Regions from separate parts of the Hordeum vulgare genome. Here region 1 is linked to region 2. A link is a contact called in public Hi-C data. All regions are on one chromosome and are shown on one strand. The core of a region is the stretch at or near the end of the contact, and the rest is flanking DNA. Distances in the headings are between cores, read along the strand shown. Region 1 overlaps LOC123399801 (bifunctional aspartokinase/homoserine dehydrogenase 2, chloroplastic). Region 2 holds the start of LOC123398266 (brassinosteroid LRR receptor kinase BRL1-like).

The links. A called contact is a pair of places that touch in the nucleus more often than the background predicts.
Region 1: a contact with region 2 is called in a Hi-C map of seedling, with 4 times the contacts expected there. The contact joins the enhancer-like site here to the promoter of LOC123398266 in region 2. A contact is called at or near these places in 2 of 6 Hi-C or Micro-C datasets (leaf and seedling).

Annotation. Positions count from the first base shown.
Region 1 is chr5H:378,723,144-378,726,031 of MorexV3_pseudomolecules_assembly, reverse strand. LOC123399801 (bifunctional aspartokinase/homoserine dehydrogenase 2, chloroplastic) reads left to right here. Exons shown (of 19, transcript XM_045094183.1): 17 at 169-252; 18 at 341-433; 19 at 610-1,118. The coding sequence ends at 855. Among protein-coding and RNA genes, the nearest start is that of LOC123399801, 20 kb to the left of the region's middle. Within about 2 kb of position 1,416, at least 3 of the 3 cell types and tissues checked have open chromatin away from gene starts, as enhancers often do. A contact at or near this core is called in leaf and seedling, where this site is marked.
Region 2 is chr5H:378,295,862-378,298,687 of MorexV3_pseudomolecules_assembly, reverse strand. It overlaps LOC123398266 (brassinosteroid LRR receptor kinase BRL1-like), which reads left to right and starts at 1,261. Exons shown (of 2, transcript XM_045092754.1): 1 at 1,261-1,610; 2 at 2,016-2,826. The coding sequence starts at 2,163.

The DNA.
Region 1 (2,888 bases), core at 167-2,666, 430 kb before region 2:
CCTTCGGCTATCATCGGCTAGCACCACATCATCCTTAGGCAAAATGAAAGAAAAACATACTGGGTTAATAATTTGGACTTTGTCCCAGTCTTTAGAAACTTATGTTTTCCATTATTTTTTTTGTTAATTGTTCATCAAAATTTGTTGCCTTTTGGTTTGGATGAGCAGGTCATTATCCTTGCAAGGGAGTCTGGTTTGAGACTTGAGCTTTCAGATATCCCGGTAGAGAGCCTTGTGCCAGAGGCACTTAAGGTAAGGACTGGTTAAGTCTTATTCATAATAGCCAATACCTTGTTACGCATTTACAGCTTTACACTTGCTAACTGGGTTCGCCATGCAGTCATGCTCGTCGCCAAATGAATTCATGCAAAAGCTACCATCATTTGACCAGGATTGGGCCAGACAGCGCCATGAGGCTGAGGCTGCAGGCGAAGTGAGTAAAACCTGTTCCACTTTCTTGAAGCCCCCATGTTTGATTCAACTCGTAGCATGTGACTATAACCAGAATTGTTCAAATTCCCAAATCTAAATTGCCCACTGCATTCCATCTACTCTGGATGTTCTCCAAAATTTATTGAGTAGAGGTGATTGAGTTTTTTTAACCTGAAGGTACTGCGGTACGTCGGAGTGGTGGACGTGCTGAACGGGAAGGGAAGGGTAGAACTGCAGAGGTACAAGAGAGACCACCCATTCGCTCAGCTATCTGGATCCGACAACATCATCGCCTTCACTACTTCGAGGTACAAGGAGCAGCCACTGATCGTGCGCGGGCCAGGCGCGGGCGCGGAGGTGACTGCCGGAGGCGTCTTCTGCGACATCCTGCGGCTGGCGTCCTACCTCGGCGCCCCCTCATAGATATCTGTGACTGTATTGATAGATTTTCTGAGGTAGATGGCCGGCAACTTGTACCCTTCTTGCACAATATTGGACTTGGTAGTCTTTTGTTCTGAATACTTGCGAGGAAAACAAATAAGATGTTTTGTTTTGTTTGCCAGTGTGCTGTTCCTTGGTAGGGGGTGTAGGGATCAGGTGTTTTGTTTTGTTTTGTTTGCCACCCATGGCAGAACTGTTACCGAATTATCAGTGCAATAATAAAAAAGGGAATGCCTCTTCTACAACTGACGGCCTTGGTGTTTTGCTATTGGCCTTTTCAACTTAATGCAAGCAAGTGCTAGCTCTGCGTTTTAGATAGAGATATATAATCAAATATCTGTAACTGCGAGTGGGGGAGGTGAGTTAACTTGCTTACCCTCATTTTCTTCGTGCCTAAAAGCTACTATTCTGTAAATTAAACAACACAAATAAAACTGACCTCAAAAGTATACAAGAGCCACATGAGCCGACAGCTACAGCAAATGGAGGCCTGATAAAGAGTGGAGCAAACTAGGTTTTTTTTTTTTAGGATGGGTACCTAGTGAAGAGACCTCCTATTCTACGCCTTCAACACCGGAAAAGTGGGATGGCGCTCACGTGCGTCCCAGGCGGGCTGCGACCCAACAACGCCTGCTTGGGAGCTGAGCCGGAAAACCCTTTGCTTCGAATAGGCGGGCAAACGCACAAGAAATGCAAGCAACGAAGAGGTTTGGGCCGCTCCGTTAGCACTTTCACCGATCCCGGTTTTAGGAACCTTCTAGAGGTTTCCAGTCGATTTTTTCTGATTTTGGGAACTTTCTAGAAGATTCCCTGAAACGTTTTTTCTTTCCTTTTTTATTTATTCTTTTTTGTTTCTGTTTCTAAAATGTTTTGGATTTTCAAAAAATGTTCCGGAATTTGAAAAAATGTTTCGAAATTTAAAGAAATGGTTTGGAATTTGAAGAAATGCTCCACAATTTGGAATCTGTTTCGGAATTTGAATTTTTTTTCCGGAATTTGAAAAATGTTCTGGAATTTTAAAAAGTTCCAGAATTTGAAAAGTTGTTCAAGAATTTCAAAAAAATGTTCCAGAATTTGAAAAAATGTTCATTTTTAAAAAGCGTTCCATAATTTTAAAAAATGTTCCAAAATTTGAAAAAATGTTCTGGATTTTTTATCAAAATGTTTCGATTTTTTTTAAATGTATCGAAATTTGAAAAACTGTTCCGAAATTTGAAAAATATTCCAGAATTTGAAAAAAATGGAAAAACAATTTTTAGATTTTTTGAAACTAAAAAATAATTTGGCCGGCCCAGTTGGGGACGAGCAGAAGGTGTGCTGGCCCAGCAGCACGGACGCGATCGCTACATCATGGGCCGACCCAGTCTGGGTTCACTGCGTGCGTCAGGGGGCTGTTTGGCGCAAAATGCGTCAACTAGGAGCGCTTAGCTGAGCCTCTCCAAGGGTCACACCGAAAACACACCATTTGTTTTTTTTTTGGATTTTTTCCTTTTTATGCATTTTAGGCTTTAAGATTTTTTCCCCTGTTTTGGTTTCCCTAGGATTTGGAACAGCTTTTTTAAATAAAAAATGGTGTTTTTTCTCCTGCGAGAGACACGGATTTGCCATCGCGAAAGACACAGTCGTGTCTCTAGGAAAAGGAAAATAAAACGCATTCCTCCCTTCCGCGAGAGGCATATATTTGCTTTCCGTGGTGGCACAAATTTGCTTCCGCGAGAGACACGGTCATGCCTCTCAGAAAATGATTTTCTTTATCTTTCGAGAGAGACATAGATTCGCTTCTCGTGGATACACAGATTTGCTACTACGAAAGACACAATCCCGTCTCTCAAAAAACCGCACTTCTTTGTTTCCCTCTTCTGCGAGAGGCATAGTCTATAAGTAAGAGTGCCGAACCCAACGAGGAGGAGAAGAAAATGATAAGTAGTTTTCGGCAAGGTATTCTTTACAAATTCTGTGAATAACAATGATAGATAATTTCGTAACAAGTAATAAGTAACAAAAATAGCAAATGT
Region 2 (2,826 bases), core at 12-2,511:
CAATGTTCTGAATTCGACTGATGTGCAACACGTATCTTCCTTCCCTCTTGAAACATAAACTTCACCTCTTCGACTAGCATTATGTGATGAAAACTATCCACACTCACAAAAGATGGACTTCTCCGCCTCGAGCTAGTCCAAGTCCATGGTAACGGGAAGCGGTGAGCATTGTGACGCTTGGGAAAGGCCCTCCATGATCGCCGCATATCCATACTCTAGAGCATCAACGTAGGAACTGAGAGACAACGGGAGAAGAACATAATGTCTCCTAAGCATTCTGCGGCACGCTGAGGCATCCCACCAGATATAGGAATTATTGTTTCCAGGCATAGAAATTCTCATGAAACTAGACATAAAAATTTATGTGAAACCAATTTAAAAAATAAGCTCTCTTCTAAGTTTGTTGAGACTTCTAAATTAATTATTTCATAATTGGTTTAGAAGCCCCTGTGGGAAAAGCTAGAAAAGGGGCGGCTTACTGTTTAAGCTGCGAAAAGAACCGTCCCTATCCTTTTGATTCCCTAGATTTGAAAAATGCAAAAAAGAAGAAGCCAAAATTGCAATGTTAAATCCAACGCTAGCAGATTTTGTTTGCATTAAAGTTCATTTAGTTGCACCCAAAGAAAAACAGATAAATTGACTACATGATTGTATTCCCTGTAAAACGTAGTGCAAAGAATTCGTACAAAAAAAGTCCATATAAGATTTTGATTTTTGCGATAATAATTCGAACATAAGAATTCACAAGAAGTACAAAGCATCCCAAAAGTAATACATCGAGGGATCCAATGTACAAATAAGGCAACAACGTAGCAAAAGTCCCTAGGAACTCTGATCCTACAAAAAACGTTACAATTTCTACCGAATCAAAGAGGCCGATACATGGAGAAGCACCAGTAAAAGTTCCATTCAGAAACGCAGGATTCTTTTCCCCTCCAAAATGCCGCCACAGATTCGGAACCCCTGGTGCCCCAACGTGCTTGGGAGCAGGAGATGATGCCCAAAAGCCGGGCTCGCTCGCTCGGGGGAATCAAATCCCAACTTTGACCCGACTCGCTCGCTCGGACGCTGAGCCGAGACCCCCACACCCCCCGTGGGTGGGAAAGAAATAAAGAAGAGAAAATAAAAGTGAGCATTTCGAGCACCCAAACTGCTACGTATTTCCATGCAGCCCCTCGGCGAGGCCGATTAATATTTACTCACCCTTGGAAACGCGCCCCCTTCTCCCGCGGCGCGAATAAACAACTCGGCGCCCCCCTTCTTTTCGGGCGAAATTGCCGTCGCAAGCAAACAAGCCCCGTGGAGGCTGCTAAACTAATGGCGGTTGGGTAGTAGCCTGCCTCCGCGCCGGAGCGGAGCTCCGTCTCTCTCTCTCTCTACATCTCCCCTACTTAAATAGCCAAGCGTAGGCCTGTGTGTGCTTCCTCTGCTTCTGCTTCTGCTTCTCCCTCGTCTAATCTTCTTCCCTTGTCCTGGCCTGCGATTCCCGCGGCCGCTAGATTCTGCTCCAAACCACCTCTTCTCAGCCTGTGGGATTTCTTCCTCCGTTTCTTTCTTTCTTTCTTGATGAGGTTTCTGCTTCAGGCGCCGTACTTCTGCTCCTGGCCAAGGTGCGCGGCTCTCCTAATCTTCCCTTTTATTATGCTGCTTCTTGGCTTCGTTGCAGCCAATGTTTTGGCTGGGTTTTTGGTGGTTTGAAGCTTGAAATTGGACTTTTTTTTTTGGCCGGGTTGCTTGCAACATGTTTGTGTTTCGCGTCCGAATTGGAGCTTGTTTCTTAGTACTAGGATTCGTTTCATGGGTTCTATCACGTTTTGGGTTTTGGGGGTTTAGTGTGTTGAATTTGGCCAAGGAATTTTGCATTTGCTCCGGTTGTTCTTGCGTGCTTTCCCCTACCAAGATTCCTTGCCTTCTCTTTTTCTGTTCTTCGTATGTGCACGAGCAAATTGTGCTGCCAATTTGGGTGTGGAGTTTGTTTCCGTAGCCGATGAGCTCAAATTCCGGCGAATTTGCAGGGATATCGCGACCCAAATCTTCTCCATCGACATGTGAAGCCCACCCAACATCTCGAAAGCACACAACGGCCACCGCCGCCGCCGGCATCTCCGTTTTCCTCCTTGCAAGAATCGACGGCTGCAAATTGACCCGGAGGACTCGAAGCCATGTCGTCCTCCCCGCCCTTCACGGCGGCCTTCTTCTTCTTCTTGCTCGTGCTGCTCCGGCTGCTGGCGCCCGCCATTGCCGAAGCCGGCGAGGCGGCGGCGCTGCTCGCCTTCAGGCGCGCGTCCGTGGTGGACGACCCGCGCGGCGCTCTCACGAGCTGGGCGTCCGGGGCCGCCGCAAACTCCACGGCGCCCTGCTCGTGGACCGGCGTCTTGTGCGCGCCGCCGCTCGACGGCCGGGTCGTCGCCGTCAACCTCAGCGGCATGGACCTCGCCGGCGACCTTCGGTTCGGCGCGCTCTTCGCGCTCCCGGCGCTGCAGCGTCTCGACCTGCGCGGCAATGCCTTCTACGGCAACCTCTCGCACGCGCCGCCGCCGTCGTCGTCGTGCGCGCTCGTGGAGGTGGACATATCGTCGAACGCCTTCAACGGGACGCTGCCCCCGGCGTTCCTGGCGTCCTGCGGCGCGCTGCGGTCCCTGAACCTGTCGAGGAACGCCCTCGCCGGCGGCGGGTTCCCGTTCACGTCGTCCCTGCGATCGCTCGACCTGTCGCGCAACCACCTGGCGGACGCCGGCCTGCTCAACTACTCCTTCGCCGGTTGCCATGGCCTGCGGTACCTCAACCTCTCCGCCAACCTCTTCACGGGACGGCTGCCGGAGCTGG